2 separate regions of the Hordeum vulgare genome follow, and region 1 is linked to region 2. The links are chromatin contacts, called in public Hi-C maps. All regions are on one chromosome and are shown on one strand. The core of a region is the stretch at or near the end of the contact, and the rest is flanking DNA. Distances in the headings are between cores, read along the strand shown. Region 1 holds the start of LOC123425475 (aspartic proteinase 36-like). Region 2 has its middle 130 kb from the start of LOC123425474.

Region 1 (2,700 bases), core at 93-2,592, 380 kb before region 2:
AACAGCAATACTAGATCTAGAACTGGGAATGGGATTGGTATAGTAACTAAACAGGTAACAAGACAAAAAAAATGGTGCTACAAACACATTGGCATGACCAAGCAAAACACCTGCCAAATGCATTGTCTGCCAATTGTTGGCAAGGGAAATGGGACCAAGAACATAGAGAAATTTAAGAGGAGTTGGCTAACACTTATTTAGGACTAATTATACCAAAGCCACAAGGTTTGGCAATCCAATGGAGCAACTTTTTGCTGAAACAATGTCCACGAAACAAAAGCCAAGTTTTGTTGGCTATTACCAAGATAAGCATGGTATTCACTCAGGAATACCGAACACGGTGTTAATTTGAGTCATCAATGATTTACAGAAAGCATATAATTTAGTATGCCTCGGTTTTACTACTCACTGCAGGCTGAGGAGGTGTCCTTAGTCCACCTACAATCTAGTACTCTACTCACAGGACATAACTAAACTTGAATTTCCTGATCTATCGACAAATTACGTGCCGAGTTATGCGAACTAAGAACGCTAAATAACGATGCATGCAAAGTAGCATTACAAACATGTATTCAGCTGTGAAACCACATAATCAATTAGCTAGCTTCAATGGTTCACACCTAGAGTTTCAGGCGTGGGTACCAAAATGTCCATCCAAATTAATCTAATCATCGCACAAAGTTTCTGAGCTGGTAGCTGAGCACAGGAGCAGAGGAATCAGGGCCCACCTGGTGGTTGCCACACTGCTCGCAGGAGGCGCAGGGCACGTAGGTGACGGTGCTCCCGGAGTCGACGATCAGCGCGAACTCCTGCGGGGGCGTCCCGATGTGCAGCCGCGTCGTGTAATACCTATAACCAATACGAAGACAATCCGCGAGCCTCAGATCCAACGGAGCATCCAGCGAATTCGGCGGGAAGGAAACGAGGGAGGAATCCGAACTGTACAGACCCGTTGGTGAGGAGATCGTCGTGGAGGCGCATGCGGGCGCTGGGGCGGCCTCCTTCGGCGAGCCCTCTCCTGGACCTGGACGACGCGACCCGGCTCGCGTTGGGGTAGGAGAGCGTGAGCGGGAGCACCAGCGGCGGCCGCGAGGGGGCGGCTCGGTCGGGGGATCCAGCCGCGGCGGCGGCGACGGCGAGGAGGAAGAGGGCCAGGGCGAGGGCTGGCAGCGAGCCGAGCGGACGACGCCAGCCGCGGCTCGCCATGGTCGGTCGCGCCGCGCGAGGAATGGGGGAGGGTCGAGGTCGTTGTGCCGAGGGGGGGCGGGCGGGCGACGAGGCCCGGGCCGAGGCCGAGGCGACGACTTGTTAGAGGAAGGGGGAGGGGCAATGTCGGAAATTCGCGGTTTACGCGAGCCGCCCGGGTCGGATAATATTCGTTAACGCCTACCAATGGAGAATGCATCGCAGGGCCCACAGGCCAGTGGAGGAAAATGGCCCGTGGTCCTGCCTGACGGCTGGGGTACGTGCACCTGGGGCCCCTCGGACGGGGGCTCTGGCATGCGACTGGATAAAGATTCGTAGCTGTGTATTTTTCCAGTGAGATTGGAGTGTGGAAGGGGAACGGGAGGAGCTGACAAGTGACAAGGGGAAGAACGGGAAGAACTTGTTGTACTCCCTCCATTTACTTATAAGTCACTATGAATTTATTTATTTTATTTATATAAGGCCACCAACAATAATCAAGACAAACATTAATGACTTTTCTCGTACTAACAACTTATTTAATTCTACATGCATGTAGTTATAATAATAATTAGTTACTTTCTCCACTCAGTTTGCTTGCATGCATGCACTATATTAATGATTAATGATCATAATAAATAAAAACAAAAGCTATCTTTAAAATTTTGTACTTACCTAGGTACGTCTAATATAAGTTTGTGGCCTTGTATATAAAAATGGAGGAAATAACATTGATTTGGGATGCCTTGACATAACTGTAAATATTTTGGGCTCAAACCTTAGTTTCAGGTTGGATTTGCTATTGGACTATATTGGGTTGATTTAAATAGTCCGAGAATCTAAAGCAAACTAGTTTGGCTTGGGTTTGATCAACAATTGGATTGGATTGGTTTAATCTGGACACAAACCATTCGGTCTCAAATGATTTCAGTCCATGAACAAAATCCAGTCTCTCAACCAAATTTATAGGAAGACCAGCTACCATATGCACGTACGTACCTCGATCCATTCCATCCATCAAGCCGCTGAGCATGAGCGGCCTGTCCGGGATCCCGGCGGTGTACATCTAGTTGGTGAAGGAGCATTAGGGCCCGAGCAACATATTCGACGGCAAGCTGGCCTCACGTCTCTTTGCAGTTTCCAATCGTTGACGTGGGCGGTTTCGACACCTTCAACCAGGCCTTGCGCATGCGTGGTCGCCGTACGCGAGACCGCGGCTGACTGGGGCATCATGCACGCGGCAGGCAGTAGGCGTGGAGTCGCACACGGACGTCAACACACCAACTTCTCGTATCCACAGTTTGGAATTGTGGGTTGAATCCAAAAGGGGGAAATAGTTTGGATGGGTTTGGACGAAAATTCCAAATAATGGCATGGATCCTAGTTGTAAACTTTTTGGGTTGGATTGATTTGGAATAAAGACCTAGACTTGTTTAGTTTGGGTTGGATTCAATATGGGTTTGAAACTATTCACAAGTCTATGCCTTGGGCATCTTTAAGCTTGAACTTTCGTAT
Region 2 (2,847 bases), core at 289-2,788:
ATTAGGAGTATAACCTTGGAACTTATGTCACGACCACACTACCTTACACAAGCAAAACTAAGAGTACATGTCGGCTTGTGGCGTGACATTTTCTCCTCTCGCCTTGACTGATCATGTAAAATCAAAATTTGAAATATATTCACGGAGGGAGTCTTTCCCCGTGTCAATTTAAAAAAAAAATGTTTCCTTCAAAACCTATATATGAAGCAAAGTTTTTCCTAAATTTTTGAGCTTAGTTGGTCTATTTTGCAGCTAGACTTCATGCAGTCTTCTAATATTCTTTCTTGCTTAATTTCTGCTTCGAGTAAAGCTACGTTTGTTGTGTTATATCCGGTACAAACTGCAATATTTGCAACTTTGGTCCACCGAGCTACTGTCAGGAATGGCAGTACCCTTTTTGGGTATAAACAAATAGCAATAGTTATTTATCAAAGTATGAATACTTTGTTTGAACTGTAAGGGCAGATAAGAACAACAGTTGCTATTTGTACCCAAGATTTCTTTTCTCACTGCCTTTGGTACAAATAATTATAGATCAGTATCATTTCAGTTATATGGGCAGTAGCTAGATCCATATTGTGGGCCCTGCACCAAGAAGCTCCTTTGATTGTCTTTATGTGGTCTTACTTCTAATACTTGAACAAGACGTGGAATTTCCTATTCCAAGCTCGTTGCATGGAGCTCTGATTAATTGGTCATGGTAATGCTATTCAGCCGACGTTCGCTCAGAGGGGATGGCAAATTAAACAGTTTATGGCAACTTATATTATTGTGAGGATGGCCGCTTTAGTTTGCAAGTGCGACATATCCTCCTAAAAAACTGAACTAGGGCGAATTTTCCGTTTTATATTAACTAAACTTGCCATCCTCAACCAACATAAATTGCCATACAACTCGATCTCAATTGTCATGCCTCCTAGTGAACGTTCGCTGTTAAACCAGTCCATTGGTAATAAAAAGACGCACAGGGCTGTAGGACGGGTTTTTTTCCCAAGTCGAGTTAGAGGCACATGTGATCACGAGTTTTTCTCTCTCTTCTTCTCACCCTTTTTCCTTCTAATGGCTTGAAATTCATAACATCCTTTTCCAATTTGCAAATATTTTAAAATCATGCACATTTTTTAAAAATTAATAAAAAATAGTAAAATACATGGAAGTTTTTCATATTCATGAATATTTTTAAATTTGCGAACATATTTGAATTCACTTTTCGAAATTCATGAATATTTTAATAAAGTCATGATTAATTTGTATTTCTTGATCATTTTGAAGAATCCATAAACATTTTATGAATGGATGCATTTGTTAAAAATTGTGTCGAAGAACTGACCGACATTTTTTCCCGGGCCAGCAGTTGCTGGTTACAAGGAATGAGGTCCACGTGAAAAATAGATCGGAGCGAAGCAAGCGATGTTATTGAGCCAACCCACAACAGCCCACAACGCATAATAAAAATGAAGAGGCTCTATACTATGCTCTGTGTACGGAATAACGATGCCACATCCCCCGCACTAGAACAAATAGAAACGAAACTTACGAGCTATATACCGCCGAACCAAGACATATTATGTCTCGCCTACAAGGTGGCATCATTGGGCGGCCCAGTATTGTACCATTGTTTTGATTATTATTTTTTCAAAGTTTTACATTGGTTTCTATGGTATTTCTTTATCGTATTTCCTTTTTTGTTTTCTTTGATTTCTTTTGATTCTTGGTTTTCTACAGCTTTCACTTTGTTCCTTTGTTTAATTTTGTGTACTTCGACTTTCGCTTTTTATTTTTTTCAACACATGTCTAGCTTCATGACAACAATTTACATTTTTTTGTCTGTATCAAGAATACTTTGTATAGAAATTTAACATTTTTAAAACCACTGTTTATAAATTTTCAAATTTGATATGAATTCTCAATATTTTGCTGTATCATAACATTTATTTACACATTTCACATTTTTCTAAATACGTGATTAATATTTTTTAAATATATGATTTTTATGTCTACTTAATTCATACACATTTTACATAATTCATATGATATAATATAAATCTTTAACATTTTCAAAATACATTATGTAAGTATTTTAATATGCATTATGTAAGTATCATACACAAAAGTAACTTTTTTCCAGTACAGGATTTCATGTCTACCTTTTTCATACAAATCTCAAAATTTAAATTTAGTTAAATATACTATATTTTTAATATGTGCTTATATTTTTTCAAATAACTTTTTCAGGTTTGCTCGTGTATGTATTAAACATTTTTAAAGTATGTTTCCCGCAAAAAAATCATTTTTAAAGTATGTGTTGAATCACTTTTTTCAAATGCTACCAACTCTTTTTAAAAGTTGCACAAACCTTTTTTTTATACTGCAGAATCAATTTTTCAAAACTTAACTAATTGGTTATGGAATATATATTTTTTCTTGAAATATAAACAAAAGTATTAAAGGAAAAAGTATGGAGAAAAACGAAAGAGGAAAATGAAACAAAGTGGCGAAATGCACAAACTTGCTACTGGTCCGACCAATAGGGGAACTCCTTCAGCGACGCTGACTGCCATCTCGCCTTCAGAACTATGTTTATAAATTTGCCGGTGCATCTAGGTCACTTTTATTCACCGGTTTTCCTGGGAACCTTTACCAATGATTTGCACTGCCTTTTCTTTCCGGTCAGATTTCTTCTAATTTCCGACAGCATGTGTCATTGCCGGTTTTCTATTCGTTTTTTCTTTCCTTTCTCAATTTCAGTTCTAGTTTTTGTCTTTTGTCTTTATTTCATCCAGGAACTTTTCAAACATATATTTATTTTGCCAAATATCCATCATTTTTTAGAATACATGATTTTTT

Evidence for each region. Hi-C and Micro-C count contacts between places; a contact is called where the count stands out from the background.
Region 1: a Hi-C map of seedling shows a contact between it and region 2, with 4 times the contacts expected there. The contact joins the promoter of LOC123425475 here to the enhancer-like site in region 2. A contact is called at or near these places in 3 of 6 Hi-C or Micro-C datasets (leaf and seedling) and 1 of 1 datasets of contacts at active chromatin or transcription factors (embryo).

Annotation. Positions count from the first base shown.
Region 1 is chr2H:120,986,793-120,989,492 of MorexV3_pseudomolecules_assembly, reverse strand. LOC123425475 (aspartic proteinase 36-like) reads right to left here and starts at 1,342. Exons shown (of 12, transcript XM_045109178.1): 1 at 950-1,342; 2 at 729-849. The coding sequence starts at 1,206.
Region 2 is chr2H:120,607,337-120,610,183 of MorexV3_pseudomolecules_assembly, reverse strand. No RefSeq gene overlaps it. Among protein-coding and RNA genes, the nearest start is that of LOC123425474, 130 kb to the left of the region's middle. Within about 2 kb of position 1,538, at least 3 of the 3 cell types and tissues checked have open chromatin away from gene starts, as enhancers often do. A contact at or near this core is called in leaf and seedling, where this site is marked.